Regions from separate parts of the Mus musculus genome. Here region 1 is linked to region 2. Evidence: chromatin contacts called from public Hi-C data. All regions are on one chromosome and are shown on one strand. The core of a region is the stretch at or near the end of the contact, and the rest is flanking DNA. Distances in the headings are between cores, read along the strand shown.

Region 1 (7,410 bases), core at 3,673-6,172, 930 kb after region 2:
GTTTTTGATCTTAGTCATTCTGATTGGTGTTGCCTTTTTAAAAATTACTTTTATACAGTATATATGATCAGGGCTTCTCTTCCCTTGCCTTCTCCAAGATCCTACTTCTCCTCTCACCCAACCCCATACCTTCTTTATCTTTTTAAAAATCTAATAGGCAAGGCTGGAGAGATGGCTCAGTGGTTAAGAGCACTGACTGCTCTTCCAGAGGTCCTGAGTTCAATTCCCAGCAACCACATGGTGTCTCACAACTGTAATGGGATCTGATGCCCTCTTCTGCTGTGTCTGAAGACAGCTACAGTATACTCATATAAGTAAAATAAATAAATCTTTTTAAAAAATCTAATAGACTGATCATAGGTAAAGTGGCTAGAACATCTGTACCAACAATGGGAGTAACCGGGACTCCTGGATCTAGGGATGCTGGAACCCATACCAGGCCAGTGGCATGGATTTCTTCCGATGTAAGCCAGTGCCCTGAGCAGACCTTGGACGCTGGCTCCCCACCCAGTCCTACAACCAGAGGAAGCTGGGCACCCAGGTGCTCTAACAGGCCCAGGATCACAGGATCACAAGATCACAGAGGAAGCTTGACTCCCAGGAGATCTGAAACACCCAGGAGCACTGGAGCACTGACACACTCAAGATCACAGCTGGAGACCACAACATCTTTCCCAACACCCAGTGTAACTGGGACCCCCACAGGAACCAAGGAAACACAAATCCCCACTCAGCCAGAGGCATGGGTTCCTTTCTGTTTGCACCTGTGCCCAGAGTAAACCCAGGGCTCTGACTCCCCACCTACCCTTGCAACACCCAGAGAAAGTTAGACTTTCAGGAGCTCAGATACAACAGGATCTCAGGAGCTTGGCACACTAGGATTTCAGGATCCCAGAAGCAGTTTAACTCCCAGGAGCTCTGAAACACCCAAGATCTAAGGACCCCAGGATCCCAGAATCACAGGACCAGAGAGACAGCTGGACTCTGAGGAGTTCTGACACAACCAGAATCAAAGTAGGGACAGGGTCCAGCCAGAGATAGCAAGGGCTGGTAGAGATAACCAGAGGTGAAAGGCAAGCTTAAAAACATAAGCAACAGAAACCAAGGCTACTTGGCATCATCAGAACCCAGTTCTCTCACAGCAAGTCCTGGATACTCAATCATACCAGAAAAGCTAGATTCGGATTTAAAATCACTTCTAATGATGATGATAGAGGACTTTAAGAAAGACATGTATAACTCCCTTAAAGAGATACAGGAGAACACGGGTAAACAGCTAGAAGCCCTTAAAGAGGAAACACAAAAATTCCTTAAAGAATTACAGGAAAATACAACCAAACAGGTGAAGGAAATGAAAATGGAAATAGAAACAATAAATACATTACAAAGTGAGACAACCATGGAGATAGCAAACCTAGAAAAGAGATCAAGAGTCATAGATGTAAGCATCACCAACAGAATACAAGAGATAGAAGAGAGAATCTCAGGTGCAGAAGATACCATAGAAAACATTGTCACAGCAGTCAGAAAATGCAAAAGTGTGGTTTGTGTACCCAGCGAGACTCCACTGGAAAAAACTAAGTTTTCCTTTGTGAGTGGTCGCCAGCTAGAGATAGCTTCTGGCTTAGGGAAGGGCACTTGTCTGCTTCCCTTCTTGGTGATGGGACTCCTTCTGGTAGACTTCTGCAGCCCCTGTGCGTGCTGCAGTGGTTATTTGAGTTTATGTGAGCACCTGCCGGGCTCTGGTTAGAAGGCCTCCTTTCCTTGGTGATGTCTATCCCCATGGCTGTTAACATATTTCTGCCTTCTCTTCCACAGAGATCTCTGAACCCTGAGGAGAAGGGTTTTGATGAAGACTAAGCCCATTTAGGACTTAGTGTCCCAGGTCTCTCCCTCTCTGCACATTGTTCAGCTGAGGGTGTCTCAATTAGTCCCCATCTCCTACAGGAGGAAGCGTCTCTTGCTGGCTGAACAAGACACTAAACTCAGCCCCAGCCTGTGTGGCTTCTGGGTTCCCATGATGGTTTCTCCGGCTTCAACTTTTAGTCAGAACTCCCAAAATCAGACTGCTCTTTCTCTTTTAGCCCAGCTGGCAGTCTTTCTTAGTAACCACCCATGCGAGAAGCATTCTCTTCTATGCAAATTCAGTGTGTGCTTTTAGTCCCCAGTCAAATACTATTTCCTCCTCCAACTTCTAACTGGAAGCTTTGGGGGCTCGGGGTATGTGTGGTGTCTAATGGGGGGGGGGGCAGTATGGGATGGAGGGGGGTGGAATGGGACAAACCAGTGACTGAATTCAGAACCTTGTACAGGCTAACTGAGCACAGTGCTACTGAGGTATCCCTAGGCCCTTTTCTATTTGTATTTTGGCACAAGGCCTCACTAAGTTGCCTAGCTGGATTGAGGTTGAATGTTTTATTTAAAAGGCTATGGATCTATAATAAGGAAGAAACCCACTGCCCCTCTTGCATCTGAAAGTAGTAAGTCCAATGCAGTGATTTCAAACTTCTAAGTCAAACTGTTGTCTTATAGATACCAAAATTTTATAGACAGCATTAACGTGATGTAGAATTGAACTTTTATCTTAATGAAGCTGTTTCAAATAATGTAAACTTTGAAAATGTGAAGGGTAGATAGATGGGCATGCAGTTTATTTTGCATTTATTTTGGTTATGTAACACTGAGAAAACCAGTGAAATAACTGTTAACAGAGTTTAGGAACCCACTTTGCAGTTGGTAAATTTTATTAACATTCTATTAAACATTGCATACAATTATTGTATATGATATGCATTAACATGTTGGTAGTATTTCAGACACTAAATTTAACGTACGTGTATTTATTAAGTCATTGATTTATTTAACACATGCAAGACTCTACTTTGAATCATGAATTCTCATTATATGGATATTATTCCAGGGGGAGTAAGGCAGCAATATTGACTACTGAAATAAAATAAAATAAAATAAAATAAAATAAAATAAAAGACAAGACAAGGATGGTTGGTCTTCAAATGTAATACGGACTCCTCAGCATACACTGAGAGACCAACTTCTTTGGGTTCAGACTCCATCTTAGACAACCTGCCTAAGGTTGAACTCAAGTTAACTAACAGGCCTGTACCTAGCACCAGTTTCCAGGCTACCCCCAACAAGACCTGTGTCTAACACCAGTTTTCAGGTTACTGCCCAACAAATCTGCACCTCCAGGGTGCAAGCCGGCCCCTGCCTAACAACCACCAATTAGGAGGAAAACAGAAGTTAAGTTTGTGGTTTGACTCCCAGCACCAGCCAATTATGCTAAAGGCCACAGTAGTCCCCCAGTTAGATGCTTGCCAGGCTAGAAACACTCACCTCTCATTTGTCATTTCCTATAAAACCTTGTCCGGATGAGAGTTCGGGCTTTCCTCCACTGAAACCATCCTGTAGGTCAGCGGTGAGTTAAGCCCGAGCTCGAGCTTGTGAATTGCGTAGGATTGCCTGCTCACTGGTCTTGTGGGGTTCATGAATGCTTCCTGGTACTACACACATGTTGTTACCGCTTTATGCGGAATGAATAGGAAGCATGTGAAGGATTTGGGGGGGGGGCAATGAAGGGGAAGCAGCCGTAGACAGCACAGGAAAGGAACTCTGGTCCTCATGCAGCAGGTGTTGTTGTGGCACAGAAAGGACAAGATAAATAAGGAACAAACTTTCATGTCATGTAAGTCCCTTTAGAAATGATCGATTGGAATTTATGGAATTCAAATTTTAGCCTAACGAAGCGCTCTCAATTGAGGGAAAAATTTAACGTGAGGAGTTTTAAAGCTTAGTTGTGACCAAGGAGAAAGGCGAACCAAAGGAAAGAGCCAGGAAGTGGTATGTAGAGGACAGGGCATTGGCGCTAGCTGGGGCCGCGGTGGACATCTGAGCACAGATCTTCACGGGTCAAGGGTGGGAAGGGAAGCGGATTCCAGTAATGGGCCAGAGTGTCCAAACATCTTGAGAACAGAATAGGAAGAGTGAGCCACTGTGGTGGGAAAGGGCGGTAAAAGGTATCAAAGATGATTTCAATGTCACAGGGTCCAAGGCATATGGACCATTTAAGGTCCTTATTTTAATTCTTGGAAGATATGAAGTTCTTAGGATTTTAGAGGAGGAAATGATATCGTGTAATTTACATTTTTAACAGCACCTTTCTCACCATTATCCTGAGAACAGAGAGAGCAAGGCAAAGAGGTCGGTGAGAGATGTCTGCTGGGGCTGCCGTTTTACCACGGGCTGCGTGGCTTGTACAGACTCACGGAGCTTGTACAACTAGGGGAGTTCCATGCAGATGGCCCATTCTTTAGTTTATGGGCAGCCACCATATCACTTCGTGTTCAGGTGGCTTCTCTGTGGTGCAAATATACAGTGGAGAAAGAGAGAGGTGGGGAGAATGTCCTAGCTGTCTTTCTATAAGGAAAAAGAAGTAGATGAATGTAAAGTGCTAGAACCCCACTTGTTTAACCTCGTCTAACTCCAGCCACCTCCTGTGGCAGTTGGATAAGAATGCCCTCCATATTTGAATATTTAGCGTGTGGTTAGTTGAACTGTTTGGGACAGATAGTAGGAGTAGCCTTGTAGGGTATGGTAGAGGATACAAGCTGTTGTACTGGATAGTATTTTGTTTTAAGTAGAGCAGATTAGCTCTATTGGGTAATCTGGTACAGAGAGTGAGAGAGAAAACTGAATCAAAGGCAGAAAAGAACACCGAGTAGGTGTGATTATTGCTTGTTGTTTAGCGCAGTTTTCAAAATGGATAAATTGTACAGAACACAGGAGAGCAGCTAAGAGTCTCTGGGGAAGTGGGGTCCAAAGTTCTTCACCGGCCCTCTGGGGGGCATCGAGGATTGGGTTTATGCATTTCCTCTTCTCAGATCTGCCATTGCACTCTGAGGCCACAGCGTGTGGGCATGCACTGGTGGCTGTCTCCTGTACGCCCTCCACCAGAGAAGTTTCCGCCTTTTGGGCGGAAATCGTCTCAGACATTTCCTTTGTGCCACTGTCCAGAAAGTGGCAGACATCATACAGCCTTGCCCTCTGATTCTATACACTTTCAACCTAAGTGCAATAGAGAATTCATGGATTATGGAGTTTAAGTACAACTTTGGAAAATTCTCTTATTTTGAAAAGGGAAGGCACACATGAAGAGGGTGACTAATCACAGACAAGGGCTGGCTTTTGCCGTGAAGACTCAATAGATAGGCGATAATAACATTTTCTTAAGCATGAAAATAGCAGAATGTTAGAGAATTCTCTTTTAAAATTGACATTGTATGTGTGTGTGTGTTATATGTGTTGTTTGTATCTTCATGTGGGCGTGCCTGTGTGTACATGTGAGTGGGAATACACACGTGTGTGTGCTGAAGGTTGCTCTCTTCATGGCTTTCTGAGACAGGGATCCCATACTGAGACAGCAGCTGGTTGTTTGCCTAGGTCAGCTGTTCTTAGAGCTGGGAGCCTGCTGTCTTCCTTCGCCTCTCTAGCACTGTGACTATAGTCGTACACTCCCTCACTCAGGAGTGGGGGTGAGTGAGTGTTGGGGAACTCAGATCTTCACCCTGCACTGCAAGTATTTTTCTGGCTAAGTCATCTCCCCATCACTTGAGCGGTAGATGGCATTCTGGAGAGAAGCAAGTCTTAGTCTTGGGTAGAAGGCTTTGAGAAGTGCTTGCCTATTGTCTTAAATGCATGCCTTCATAGTAGAATTCAATTATTTTTGTTAAACCAATTAACATGTTATCTTCTCAACCTGACCACAATCTGAGGTCATGTTTGCTTCCTCATAGTCTCTTCTGAGTTTGTCCACATGGACTTTTCAAGCCTTAAAGACTTTCTATTATAGAACGGAGCAGGATGGTGTCCACTAGAGGCTAGGAGAGTGGGCAGGGGAGGGGAGAAGACAGAGGCGAGTGTCAGCACTGCTGAGAGGATGCCTTGCAGCCTGGTTGGAATCCACTGCTTACAAAACACTACTGGTCTTTAAAAGAGTGTTAAAATAACTCATAACTGTGTCATTGTCAGATATGTTTGTCAGAGTAGCTTCCTTCTGCAGCAGATGGGAACAAATACAGAGACCACAGCCATGCGTTATGCAGAGAGTGAGGCCTTGGAAGACTCAGCCTTAAATAGGATGTCCCTATCAAATCCCTCCCTCAGGACTCAGGGAACTCCACAGAAGAGGAAGCAGAAACGACGGTGATCAGGAGAACAAGGCTCTCTAAATCAACTGAGCAAAGCAAACATGAGCTCACAGAAACTGAAGCAGCCAGTGCGGGGCCTACGCGGTTCTGCACCGCGGGTCTGAACTGGGTCTCCTGTGTATATATTATAGCTTTCAGTTTAGTAGTTGTATGGGACTCCTGAGTGTGTGCACAAGGGCGTCTCTGATTTTTGTTCCTTCTCTTGTTCCTGATGTTGGCTTTTCCTTGTTCAATTTCAATGGGATGTTTAAATTTATCTTACATTTCATTTTGTTACGTTTTGTTGTTATCTCTTAGAAGTCTGTCTCTTCCTAATGAAAGACAAAAAGGGGAGTGGATCCAGAAGGGAGAAGAAGTGGAAAGGAACTGGGAGGAGAGGAGGGAGGGGATATTATAATCAGGGTATATTGTATGAGAAAAAAATTTATTTTCAATAAAAGGGAAAACCTTTTATTGAAAGCTCTTAAATTATTCTGAGGTCTGTCTTCTTTCCTGCAATGAAACATCTAGCTGAAACCCACAGTTCTCATCTTAGTAGCTGCTCACCTCACATTTCCTCATAGCTCTTCCTTTGTGTTAGGAATGTGTCCTCATGACTTTATGTTGTACATAAAGTTTCTATCTAGTCTGTCAGCTATTGGTTTTTCTCATCCTGTACTAAACGTCCATTCTTTCTGTCTGTCTATTTGTTTGCTTTCTTGCTATTGTGATGTATCTATGTACGCATGCTAGCATCAATTCCCTGTCTGTCTTAGTTTGAGCCATGGTAGTTTGAAGTGCTTGTTACCACATGAAGCACAAGTGGGTTTCAGCTAGATGTTTCATTGAGGAAAGACATACATCAGAATAATTTAAGAGTTTGCAGATATTCACCCAAGGTGACTTAGTATAGCTTGACAATAAAAAGCCCCTCTGAATTTGTTTTTAATGTTGAAGAAAGCAAATATGAACAGCGATTATAAGTTGAGGTGTTGGTCTATTGCTGTGTAATGCTAAATTCTATACCCAGAAGGTCTAAGCCCAGGAGTGACTTCTCAGGTTTGCAAGCTTTTGTTGTGCAAACCTTGTTCCTTGATTTTTAATTATTGGTTAAATAAAATTGGCTACAGCCAATTACTGGAGGGATTAGAGGTAGATGGGTTAGGAGTGACCTGGTTGGAGGGGGAAAGACTGGGAGAAAAGAGGA
Region 2 (7,121 bases), core at 1,541-4,040:
AGAAAAGATGTGCTTGGCTGATCAGCCTGTTCTGCAAGAGCTGTCGCCAGCTTTTGTGATGGAGCAAGTAGGTAGCATGCTCTAGGCTCTGTAGATCCTCAGCACAGTACAAAGCAAAGCCCTGGTTTGGGAACTGAAAGCTTAGTGTTAGCGCCAGCTAGGCTAACAGATGAGGGCACACCAAACCTTTCCTGCATCAATACTCTCACATCTGTAAAAAACCAGGACGGGTCCTCCTGGGACAATTCCACTCAGCTGTTTGTTCAACAAACATTTGCTTTGCTTTGTTTGTATTTATTATTGTTGTGATGACGATGACGACGACGACAACCACAACAACAACAGTCTAACTATTGTAGACAAGGCTAACCTCAAAACTAGTCTACTGAGTCAGCACCCCAAGTACTGGGCCTCATGATTCTCCTGCATCAAACGCCAAGGCACATGAGTTTCATAGGTTTGTATTCCAGATACCAACACAGATCACACATCCACGTTTTCAAACTAGACTGTGAAAGCCACTTAGCAGGAGCACACTAGGAAATACCAAAGGGTAGACAGGCAAACTGCACGGTGTTTCAGCTCCCAGTCCGCCCAGCCACCGCTCACACTGCTTCAGGACATCTGCACACCAAGCTTTCACCTTTGCCCAGAGACAGCATTTGGATACAATTCAAAGGATACTTCTTGTTTAGATAAGTGTTCCTGGCATTTGTGAGTAGGATACCTTTTTGCATCAGTCCCCTTTGCCTGCACAAGCTACCTGCTTATTCAGAAAATACAATGGCCAGGTGGTAGGGATGCATGTCTTTAATCCCAGCACTTGGGAGGCAGAGACAGTGGGATCTCTGAATTCATGGCCAGCCTGATCTACAGAGTGAGTTCCAGGACATCCAAGGCTACACAGAGAAATACTGTCTTGAAAAACCGGAGGGAGGGAGAAAGGAAGGGAGGGAGAGAGGAAGGGAGGGAGAGAGAGAGAGAAGGAGGGAGAGGGAGGGAGGGAGAGAGAGAGAGAGGGAGGGAGGGAGGGAGGGAGGGTGGGAGAAAGGGAGGGAGGGTAGGAGAGAGAGAGATTGAGGGAGAGAGAGAGGAGGAGGGGGGAAGGGAGAGGGAGGGAGGGAGGAGAGAGGACGATGAAAGGGAGGGAAGAGGTACACATTGGCCAAAATCCAGATTAACTTTTAAGTAGCAGGTTCCAGGTCCCTCTTTTCAATTACAGACTTCATTAACCCCACCACCCAAAAGCACGCTCAGCCATGCTGGCTGCTGTTCTAACAGAGAGCACTGAGAAGTGGCCACACTAATAACGCAGCCGGCAAGAACTAAAGGATGCAGGGCATCTTCCCCAGTCCCTGCTGGGGACCCTGCCACTCCGCCCACTCTCAAGCCTTAATGACAGCCCCACCGTCCCCACTGTGAGCCCTGCTCTGATTCACAAGCCCACAAGTTAGAACTAGGTCATCCCCCCTCTTAAGTGCTGGGTAACGGGGAAGCCCAGAGATCCCACATGGGTCACAGGCAAGGGAAGTGTGAAAATGAGAAGAAAAATGCTTTTCCCATGCCCTGTCTCCCACAGACATTACTAACAGCTTCCAACTTCTAGAGGGCAGTGTTAGCCTGAAACTATCAACATATGTGGGTTTCTGAAAATCCAGACTATACCTCAAAGGTGGCTGCTATAACCAAGCACTGAAGCATGCTGTGTTAGCACACACCTGTGCCCTGCAAACGTCCAAACCCCCAGCAGCTTGGATCAGAGGTGCCACAGTCTGTCCTTCACTGTCTTCTAGGTTTCCCAAGCTCTACTGTTTAAAAAGAACAAAACGTAACCAATTCTCCACAGTAAGGAAATAATTAACTTCTTCTGGGAAAGCCAAGTTGCTTCCTTGACTCTGACAGAGGAGTTCATTAAGCCATCTCCTCTTCTTGGCAAGCAATAGGATCCTTCCTGCAAGCTGGGAAGGAGGCTGTCCCCACTTCTGCTGGACCCTATGTGGGGATCAATTCAGACTGTCACAGCCTGGTTTCCGCCTTGTGAACAAATCCGTGTCCCACATGGGAAGAAACAGCTGCTTCCAAAGGTGTGGTGGTTTTTCATTTTCCCTTTTGGAAACTGTGAGGTGTACATAGCTATTTGTCTACATGGCTTTTGGTCTCCCAAGGGAAAACCCAAGCCTATCTTCACCTTGATACTTGTGGTGTTATTGTAGCACACTCACCAGGCCCTTGAGTGTGGTGAACGGTTTTGAATGCCTAAGCATCCTTTACTAAGACACTGCCTAGGCAGATTTTAAAACTGTACCCACTATTTGACCCCAAGACCCTCCGTGTCATTCACCATCACCGCACATCCACAGACCTCTAAGGAGCATAGAAACAGACGGTGCCAACTTTAAAATTCATTGTCCCACTCTAAACAGTTAACAACCAAAAATAACTTCCCATGTTGAAGAACACAGCAGAGGGAACTCACTACACAAATAGTTACCAACGTTCTGTGTAGGTGAACCAGGCGGCGAGGTGTTCCCGCTTGGAGAGAGGTAGAGGTAGTTCTTGTTCACTCCAGAATCAAAATCAAAGGGGGATTGGTAATCATCAGCCAACTCCATATCTCTGCACTCCATGCTAGCTGAAGGCAGCGAGCAAGGCGAGCATGGCGCTGCGGCAGCCTGGGAGCCCCGGGCTGAGGGAGATCCGGCTGACCTGTGCAGCCCAGGTGAGAAGAGGAACCGGGCTTAAAGCCCCGCCCAGCTCCGGCCCAGAGGAACCGGGCTTAAAGCCCCGCCCAGCTCCGGCCCAGAGGAACCGGGCTTAAAGCCCCGCCCAGCTCCGGCCCCGGCGTGGCTCCGGCTCCCACGAGCAGGTCTGTAGTGACTCCTCCCTTAGGAGGGCCCTAGTCACCACCTGTCGCTAATTCACTGAACAAAGAATAACCGGGGCAGAGGGAGTGGCCTTCCCTCTGTACACAAAGGAGGCCCCCCACTCTGGAGCCCCATTCAGTTGTACAAACACTAGACACTAGCAGGAATATTGTTTAAAATACAACTTTTTTAGACCGGTCATCTGACCACATCGTCGGCGGGGCAGACTTAATCTTCTAGGACAAGAGAGGATTATCTGTCAGTAATCTCCCCGAAAATGCCATCTGGGTGATACTTTTCTTGCACCCTATATTATACAGGATTCTGAGAGCTTGGCATCCCGTGTTTAGCAAGCAGCCTTTTAAGCAGAACCTAATACAAAAATAAAGCTAGACCCATCATCCTTTTTTTTTTTTCTAAAGCAGAATCTGAATAACTGTCAAACAATTTTAAACTGACTCTTTGGAAGAATGAGGTTTTCATAGGAAGTAGCTGGAAGGTGCAGGCAGCTCCCACCGCTTCCGGGGTGGGGGGTGGGGGGGCTGAAACTCCCACAGCTGGGGGCAGGGGGTGTTTCAGCTCCTTTGTTTAAGCAAAGTCAGGCATGCCCTCAGGGCTCTACAAAGAACTTGTTTCTTTGGCACACCCTCCAGGCAGAAAGGGAGCTGGCTGGTAAAACTTTACAATCACCAAGTCCACTTCCTCCATCCCAGGCCTCCAGAGACCCTGCTCATGCTCTCTCCATGGCTATTGCTGTGACCCAACAGCGCTTGCAGGCCCTTGGTGGAACTAAGTTAAAAGGAGGAAATAGGTCAAGCCAGGCATGGTGGCTCATGCCATAATCACATTACTCAGAAACCTGAGACAGGGGGATTGCCATGAAGCTAGCTGGGACTTCAATGAGAGACCCCATCTCAAAAACACAAAAACAATACATAATCTCTGGAATCTATTTATAGTCTCTGAAATGTAAGGCCTGAGCTTTCTATTGTGTTGTTTGTGTGGGCTCGAGTTCATGTCAGTAGGAGTCAGAACAGGTTGACAGAATCCCCTAGGACCAACACGCAGTTATGACGCACTATATGAAGTCAGGGAACTGAACCTGGGTCCTCTGTAAGAGCAGTAAACAATCTTAACCCAGGGCCATCTCTCCAGCCCCCAAAAGCAAACCATTTTAATGATGAGCAGAAATTCCAGTGTATGACTAGTCTTCAAAATCTCTAAGATGATCCATATTCATCTCAATTTATGACTGATTCTCGTTTCTGTTCTTTTTAGGTAGTCGTGTGTACTCTAGGGAATGCCTTTGTCTAATTTAAACTTTTTGAGAATTTATTTTTAACAAAAATATTTATAGTTTCCTCCTTAAAGACAACAAGATTTTGGCAGTTACGAATGCTTGCTGTTTAATTGAAACCATGAATTGTCACAAAGAGGTGCAATGGCTCATCCTTGAAATCCCAGACCCAAAGAGGCTGAGGCAGGAGGACTACTACAGCTTGGGCTATGTAGTGAAGCCCTGCACAGAAAGGACAATAATTCTGTTTTCTTTCAAACGTCAGGTTTTCTACAGTCCACTACGTCATTCCCTCTGACAGGGCCCAGTCAGAGTTAGTGGGAAGGTCTGTCCACTGCTGTTCTAGCCTCCTTCCTATGGAAAGGTCACCTAGCTCTGCCACAGACACACTACAGCCTCTGGTGACATCCACCCTGCATCCTGTACCCAACCTGCTGTACTGTATTTTCTCTAGCTGAGGCCATGCACCATCCTTCAAGACCATCACCTCTTCTCAGAAGTCTTTCTAGTTCCCATCTCCCATCTCTCCCCCACCCACGGCACTCACCTGTGAAGAACTCTCTGCCAGCCAGACCTCATGGCTACATTTCTGCCGGCCTTATCTGAATATGGGACTTATAATCAGTGGAGAATAAAAACAGCCTTATTTTTAAATATGAGGGCTAAGAATCTAAGTAACTGTCTTAAAGTCTGACCTGCTAAAGCCCCTTTTAGGTCAGCGCCACGAGTCCCAGCTCTGGAGAACAGCTCCCCTCCCTATCTTCGGGCAGACCCAGATCAGACATTCCAGCCCTGAGAATGGCGAACACAGTCAAGCAGCCCCAGAAAGGGCAAGGGTGGGTTCCTGGAATGGTGGGTTTGTGGTCTGGATAACAGAGAGTGGGGCTGAAAATAAAAATAAAAGACTAGGAATGTAGCTTGGGACTCGACCAATAAAAGAGCCAGAATGATAATAAGCCTTTACATGTACTGTGTGCTTTTATAAGGAACAAACTCAAGGATGCTGAAGTAGACAAAGAGAGCATCAAACATTAGAAGACGTGAGGCTGAGCAGAAAGCACCTGCCTGCCAGGTGTGTAGTCCTGACAGCCGGATGGAAATGACAGACAGGACTGCTGTACAGGCCACTCTGTGCCGTGTGCACAGTGCAGTGGTGCACACAGACAACCGGAAAGGATGCTCAGAAAGCCCTGGGCCCAGCCAAGCAAGCATCAGGGGAGCCTCGGGGCCACAGCAGGCCTTTCCATTCCCTGAATGGCTACTGTACTGGCTGGCTGTGTGTCAACTTGACACAGCTGGGGATATCACAGAGAAAGGAGCTTCAGTTGAGGAGATGCCTCCATGAGATCCAACTGTAAGTCATTTTCTCAATTAGTGATCAAGGCAGAAAGGCCCCTTGTGGGTGGGACCATCTCTGGGCTGGTAATCTTGGTTCTATCAGAGAGCAGGCTGAGCAAGCCAGGGGAAGCAAGCCAGTAAAGAACATCTCTCCATGGCCTCTGCATCAGCTCCTGCTTCCTGACCTGCTTGAGTCCTGACTTCCTTGGTGATTTTGAACAGCAGTATGGAAGTGTAAGCCGAATAAACCCTTTCCTCCCCAACTTGCTTCTTGGTCATGATGTTTGTGCAGGAATAGAAACCCTAAGAAAGCTACCTAGCCCAAGGAAGAGCTGGCCCTGCGCAAAAGGTATTTCCACAGGGCTGTCTGGAAAATACTTCAAAATTGGCATTATTTTCACCCAAATCTCCCAGTTTTGACCTCACATGGATTCTAGTCAGTAGTACATGGAGAGCTGTCCTCTGCCACACCCTTCTGCGACCTGCCAGGAGTGCTCTTGAGGCCCCAGGGTGGCCATCTTCCGCCTTGTCTGTGTCTTTTCCTTGAAGAATTCCTGACCACTTAGATCATTAGCTCTGAAAAAAGACCACCTGAGTCCCCACTTGATCTCCTGTTTCAGATGTGGCCCAGAGATACTGAGTTGTTCAGGTGTGCCTAAGGGTAGCTAGCTGACCGGAAGAGCCTCAATCAGTACCATCCCTAACACACTTACTGAGCAGCAGAAGACAGGGACCTTCTCTGGAGCCGAAGCTGTTAGACACTGATGAGAGGGGCCAGGGCGTCTTCCCACCACGTGCCAAGAGGGAGAGCCCAGTGACCCGACTGGGAAAGAAAGGAACGGTACCACACAATGCGAGCCCTGCGTGTACAGTGATCCCAACGAGTATGCTCCTCTTGGGGCTGGAGCCAGTGTCAAGGGCTCTGGGTACTCACTGCCTCTTTTCTCACTATCATACAACTGACACTGGTTTCCAACCAACTTGATTTTCCAAAGTTTTAGTGTTGGTTGGTTTTGGGGTGCTATGGATCAAACCCACAGGCTTGCACACCCTATCACCGAGCTGTGTCACCAGCCCTTGGTTGATTGTTGTTGTTGTTGTTGTTGTTGTTGTTGTTGTGAGACAAGGTTTCACCATCTTGCACAGGCTGGCCTCTAACACAGAGCATCCTACCAGGGCCTCCTGAGGGCCTGGATTGCTGCCTGCACCACCTCAGCTTGTCCGATGTTTTCTCAGACTTGATTTTCCTCTATAGATTTACCTCTCTACTTTACCTATCTTTTCTCTATATTTTATACTTATCTGACTCATTTACCAGTTTGTCGTAATCTACACGCTATTACAAACAGTATACTTAAGAAGATGCTCATTTTAGACCATACCTGAGAAACAACACAACTGCCTTCTGAGTGGATGGCTTAAATGCTAAAAGGAACAGGTGTGTGCAGCAGAACACACACAGATAGTAACATGGCACTGGGAAAAATACATATTTACCACGGAACATAACTTTTTAGTTTTTACATTCTGTGAATTTGTGTAAGAGTTTCACTGCGTATATATCTGTGAACATATGCATTTCTGGTGCCCGAAGAGGTGTTGAGCCTCCATGGGAGTGCTGG

The links. A called contact is a pair of places that touch in the nucleus more often than the background predicts.
Region 1: a Hi-C map of pre-B cells shows a contact between it and region 2, with 5 times the contacts expected there. The contact joins the enhancer-like site here to the promoter of Tpd52 in region 2. A contact is called at or near these places in 1 of 484 Hi-C or Micro-C datasets (pre-B cells) and 1 of 115 datasets of contacts at active chromatin or transcription factors (T-cell acute lymphoblastic leukemia).

What each region holds. Positions count from the first base shown.
Region 1 is chr3:9,891,004-9,898,413 of GRCm38.p6, forward strand. No RefSeq gene overlaps it. Among named protein-coding and RNA genes, the nearest start is that of Gm33273, 9.4 kb to the left of the region's middle. Within about 2 kb of position 4,923, at least 36 of the 459 cell types and tissues checked have an H3K27ac peak or open chromatin away from gene starts, as enhancers often do. A contact at or near this core is called in pre-B cells, where this site is marked.
Region 2 is chr3:8,961,356-8,968,476 of GRCm38.p6, forward strand. Tpd52 (tumor protein D52) reads right to left here and starts at 2,791. Exons shown (of 6, transcript NM_001025262.2): 1 at 2,492-2,791. The coding sequence starts at 2,627.